Regions from separate parts of the Sus scrofa genome. Here region 2 is linked to region 1. A link is a contact called in public HiChIP or PLAC-seq data. All regions are on one chromosome and are shown on one strand. The core of a region is the stretch at or near the end of the contact, and the rest is flanking DNA. Distances in the headings are between cores, read along the strand shown.

Region 1 (2,778 bases), core at 150-2,649:
GGCCAAGTCCTCGCTCTGGGACTCCCCTCACCTCCCCTTTCAGCCTGCCCCGCCCTCTGAGCTGCCAAGGGCCCTTTCTGGACTGTGGAAATTGGATGACGAGGGCTAGCATGTGGGACCCAGGCCAAACCTGGCAGAAAGGCAGGCCCGGGATGGGGTGGCGAAGGGGAGTTATGGCTGAATCCAGCCCTGGACCCTTTATGGGGACAGGAAGCCAAATAGGTCCTCCTTCTCAGGGAACCCGGATGCAGGCAGGGTGTCCCGGGCCTGACCGCTGGAAGCATCCTAAAGGATTGGTGAGGTTCCTCCCGTAAGCAGGCTTTAGGGCTGCCCCACGGCAAAGGCTGAAGGACCCTGGCGTGGGGAGAGGTAGCTGAACCTGGGCCTCAGGAGCCAGTCTTCCTGGACACCAGGGACTCAGGGTTGGTCTGCAGGCTCCTGGGGGGACTTGGACTCATGGTTAAACTCAAGTCCTCCTCTTCCTGGGTCGGTTGAGTTTCTCCAACATCTCCCAAGTACCTACGGGCACGGTCTCCGCTGGCCCTAGGGACCCAGGGAGAATGGTTTCAGGTACTGGGGAGCCGAGGTTTTAATGGGGAAGACACACCAGCACCAAAGCAGCCTCCACACCACTGAGGGTGCAGAGGTGAGGCCAACTATGAGTCCTAGGAGGGCTCCCTGGTGTACATAAAGTGGCAGGGGCGGGGGTGGGGTGTGACTCCCCTGGGCTCCTGCTCCTCCAGCCACCCCACCCTCTGGGCAAGTCTGCATCCTCTCTCCTGCCCCCTCTTCAGTGAGTCATTGGCAGAGGGGACCAGGAGAGGCAGGAGCAGCCCCAGTCGTTGATGGCACTTGACTTCCTGGTCGCTGTCCCTCCCCCTGGGGCAGAGCTGAGCCAAACCCCGACTCTGCCCCTGACGCACGCCTGGCACAGACAGGTCGAGTTGGTAGAAGGGTGGTTGGAAGAGCAGGTTCCGGGTCAGTTGCCCAGAGCTCGAAGGGGCACAGCCACAGCAGGGTGAGTGAGCTCCCCATCCATCTCCAGCTGCCAGCCAGCCCCCGTGGAGCAGGGGGCACCTGCCGCTCACCCCCACTTCCTCCTTCAACTTGGGCCTGGCTACCCCTGCTCCTGGGCATCCATCCCTCAGGGGTCCTGGCTGAAATTTCACTTCTTCCGGGAAGCCTCCCAAACTGCAGGGCCCCCTTCCTCTGTCCTCTTGTCGCACCCTGCTCCTTTAGACAGCCCTTCTGTAATAACTGTGCTAACAACCCTCTGTCTTGCTCGACTGCGAGATCTAGCAGTGGGACAGGACCACCCTTCAAGCCCAGCGCCTGACCCGATAAATCTTTACTGACAGAGAACGAAGTTCACTAGCGGAAGAGCTGGGCTCGGGGGTGTGGCCTGACTTCTGTACCAAGCCCTGTGGCTCCAGGGCCTTTCCTACCTAGGAGGGTGGGGACTCCTTGGGCGGGACTGAGGCTGAAACCCCTTCTCTTGGGTCTGTGGCCCTCTTGAGCCTCGGGCTCACCTCCAAATGCCCTTCACAGGGCTCTGCCTGGAGAACAAAAGAGGCCCCAGTTGTTCCCACATTTCTCTGGGAGAGGAACAACTGTTGCCGGCCAGGCCCTTGCTGAATAAATCCAGCAACTGTTTGTAGTACAGTGTGATTCTCTCGCTCTACTCTTGTCACTGTCCCAAAAAGGAGAAAAGGAAATCGAAAAAAAAGATGGAGGAAGATCCCATCCCAAGCCCCGCGATCTCCCTACACCCACTATCAAGTCTGTCTGAAAATGTGATTAACACACAGAGGGCACGGGGACGGCCACCTGCCGTGGCGGACAACTGGGACAGCCGCAGCAAAGGGCGAGGCTGTGAGATCAGGACCCAAAAAAAGGAGGTGAGGGAGTGAAGGATGGGGGGGGGGGAACACCCAGGGCAACAGGAGAGATCAAAGCAAAGGGACAGACTCTGGAGGGCAGCGGAACGCCCGGCCCCGCTGCCGCCACTGCCGCCGCCCAGTGCCCTGCGGGTGAGGGAAGGGGAGAGGCTCCTGGAGGCCAGGTCCGACAGGAGGCGGGAGGCTGACGTGGGGGCAGTGGGGATGACGGGGCGGGGAGGCGCAGGAGGGAAAGAGAAGTTGACTGGAGAAGAGGGAGAGAGGTCTATTAAAAACCTCTCAGTGCATAACACAAAATGTCAGGCTTTATAGCTTCATTCTTGGCATTGCCGGGACTGAGAACCCTGCACAGAAATGTCACCGCTTGTCATGTTTAATCACCTGCTGTTTGTTAACACCTTCCCTGCAAGGAGCCTGTCTCAATCTGCCCCTGGGCCCCCCAGGGACCCGGAAGCAGAAAGCATCCCCACCTCCTTCCTGGCCCTGCCTCTGGGTCTCGAGGGAGGAGCTCCACTCACCATCCAGCTGAAGGCTGCCCAGAGCCCCGAAGTGACCCTTCCTTCCAGGCGGCCGGGGGAGGGGCCCGTGTGGTCCTGGCCAGGGGCTAGGACCTTCGGCTGGGGATGCTGCTTATTGAGGGACCGGAGCCAGGGTGCTCCCAGGCTGGCTACCTTCCTGCTTCCCCTTGTGCCTGCCGTTCTGCCCAAGCCACTCCTGTCCCCCCATCCTGGGTGTAAGACCAGATCAAAGAGGGCCCACTCAGATCCCTACAGCCTGGGACTCACCAATCTGTCCGCCTGAATAGCAACTGCCACATAACATCTAGCATTCAAAGCCACCATCCTTCCAGTTTCAATCCAGGAATCACACCATCTGTGGC
Region 2 (2,700 bases), core at 162-2,661, 160 kb after region 1:
GCCACAGCCACATCAGATCCAAGCTGAATCTGCAACCTACACCACAGCTCACAGCAACGCCAGATCCTTAACCCACTGAGCGAGGCCAGGGATTGAACCCACCCTCAGGGCTCCCAGTCGGATAGGTTTCTGCTGCGCCACGATGGGAACGCCTCTTGTTCTGTTTCCTTTCTTACCTTGATCATCACTCTTTTTTTTTTTTTTCTTTTTAGGGCCGCATCTGTGGCACATGGAACTTCCCAGGCTAGGAGTCGACTTAGAGCTTCGGCCACACCAATGCCAGATCCGACCCACACCTGTGATCTATACCGCCGTCTGCGGCAATGCTGGACCCTTAACCCACTGAGCGAGGCCAAGGGTCGAACCTACATCCTCATGGACACTACGTCAGGTTCTTAACCTGCCGAGCCACAATGGGAACTCCCTGATCATCACTCTTGACACATAGAACAGAGTTATGAACTTGACAGCCCCTTACAGAGAAGATTAGGAAATACCACCTTCCTGCCTTGGTCTACACGGAGAAAAACCCCCTTGCGGTTTGACTCAGGTATCACCATGACAACCATCCCCTGGACCAGCACCCGTGATCACCATGACGACCATCATGGCCGGCCTCATCCCAGGCTTCTTTGCCCCTGTGACCCTGCCCCGTCAGATTCCTTTGCTTGGAGTGTTTTTCCCCCTGACACCTCCACGGTGATGACTTAACTCAAGAACCAGCCCCCCTCCCCCAGGAAGCATCTCACCCTCAAGTCTGGGTTGGGATCCCCTTCTCTGCTCCCAGGACCCATTCCGCTCCCTTAGGTCAGGCCCTGGGCGGTTCACCAGTCTTATTGCTCTCCCGCCTGCCCTCTAGATGGTGAGCTCCTTGGGGGCAGGGCTGAGTCCTTAGCTTTATATTCCTGGCGCAGAGCCTGGCGCCGAGTGGGAGCTCAAGAAATATTTGTTGAATTCGATGAAGGCTTGTTAAACAAACGTAGGAAATGTTGCAAATCATGAATCAGAGAGCTTTTGGCAGGAAAGAAGAGGGGGGGATGTTCTCTCTTCCTCAGGGTGGGGCCAAGGAGGGGAGAAATGGGGGGAGCTGCCTGTGGACTGGGGAGGGCAATGGGGCGACTGTGGTAAAACTTCCCTGGCCGGGAATATACTCGGTCAGCTGGGAAGCCCGCTCAGACCATAGCCTCTGGCCCGGTGTTCAGCAAAGTGGGGTCAGGGGTTCAGCTGCCCACCAGCCTGGCCCTTTCCTTGGGGACCCTCTGCCTGGGGGAGGTGGAGGAAGAGGAGGCAGACCGCCCCCCGCCACAGCCATGCGCCCTGTGGCCTCCACTCGACCCCTTTAAGACAGGCCGGGCGGCCTCCCTTTGCTTGTTGAAACTGTTCAGTTTTCGGACAGGACAGAGGAGGGGGGCGGGGGGGAGGTCACACCTGTTGTGGAACTTGAGAGAAGGCTTATTTATAAATGTTCAGGGCTCGGGATTCTTGCGGAGCTGATGTCCGGAGGGGAAGGTCACCAAAATGCTTGTTTATAAAAGCAACAGCAACTGGGAACTCCATAAACGGGCTAAACGATGAAATTAACAAGCCACCAGAGGCGGGGCACGGCGGGGCACGGCGGGGCCTCTCCTGCTCCGGGCACTGCCGCCGGGCAGAGCCCCAGGCCTGCCTCCAAGCCAGGTCCCTCCCTGGCCCCAGCAGCCCTGCCCGCCCCCCCAAGGCCCGGCCTCCCGGCCTCCCTCCGTGCCACCCCCACCCCACGCCCGCCCTTGCCCGTCCCGACCCAGGGACCCAGCCCACGCGGTAGCTCGTCCAGGGTGCAGCTCTTGCTAAGCCATCCCGGCAAGCGCTGTTCCTTCATCACCCCAAGGTGAGCACCTCTGGGTCCCCAACTTCCCTGAACCCCCAAATTGCTATGCTGGTGCCCAATTGGGGGGGTTGTTAGTTTTTTGTTTTTATTTTTTTTCTCTCTGTGGCCAGAGGCAACCTTCCAGCCTGCCCCTGCCCTACCTAGGGATGGGCCTGGGGCTCACTTGGAAGTGGCAGAGGGCAGGTATTCTGCCCCCCTCCCCGCCCCCGCACCATGGTCACCCACTCCCTGGCCTGTCCAATTCCCAGTTTCAGGAAAGCTGTGTTTTCCTTGGGTGACTGATGGCTGAACAGGTGGCTTCTGGGTTAGAGAGTGTCAAGTGAACAGCGGCCGGGAGAAGTGGCCCTTTTATGGCTCACTTTCGCTGCTCGCCCCGTTCTTGGCCGCTGACAGCTCCCTGGCCACCCCCCGCCCCACGACCCGGGTGAGGTCGTGTGTCAGGCTGCCCACCCATCCTGGCCCTGCAGCCCACCAGCCGGGCCGTCCACACACGGATTCCTCACCGAGGGGGCGTGGGGACAGCTGAGGGGGGGAGTGAAGCCTGCCCTCCTGCACACCCTCACACACTAACACGCACGCACACGCCACACATGTGATCACAGACACTTGCGAACATATAGTCACATGAGAGGACACGAGTTCCCTTGGACGCCAAACGCCTGCCCCTGCCTCTCCATTTTCCCTCAAATTCAGCCAGGGTTGGCCAAATGACTGCGTGCCCAGCAGCGTGCCCAGCCACTCCTGGACCCGACGTGCACAGCAACTCTCAGCCCGCCTTGTACATACACAGGCTCCCTGCGGGCCTCTCCCCCTAGCCTTTGCCTCAGTTTCCC

The links. HiChIP or PLAC-seq counts read pairs in DNA pulled down with a chosen protein or histone mark.
Region 2: an H3K27ac HiChIP or PLAC-seq map of skeletal muscle shows a contact between it and region 1. The contact joins two enhancer-like sites. A contact is called at or near these places in 5 of 47 Hi-C or Micro-C datasets (heart right ventricle, liver, omental adipose tissue and 1 more) and 1 of 2 datasets of contacts at active chromatin or transcription factors (skeletal muscle).

What each region holds. Positions count from the first base shown.
Region 1 is chr6:70,919,077-70,921,854 of Sscrofa11.1, forward strand. All of the region lies in intron 4 of CASZ1 (zinc finger protein castor homolog 1), which reads right to left. Among named protein-coding and RNA genes, the nearest start is that of CASZ1, 110 kb to the right of the region's middle. Within about 2 kb of position 1,400, at least 18 of the 83 cell types and tissues checked have an H3K27ac peak or open chromatin away from gene starts, as enhancers often do. A contact at or near this core is called in skeletal muscle, where this site is marked.
Region 2 is chr6:71,081,705-71,084,404 of Sscrofa11.1, forward strand. No RefSeq gene overlaps it. Among named protein-coding and RNA genes, the nearest start is that of MIR9861, 20 kb to the left of the region's middle. Within about 2 kb of position 1,412, at least 3 of the 83 cell types and tissues checked have an H3K27ac peak or open chromatin away from gene starts, as enhancers often do. A contact at or near this core is called in skeletal muscle, where this site is marked.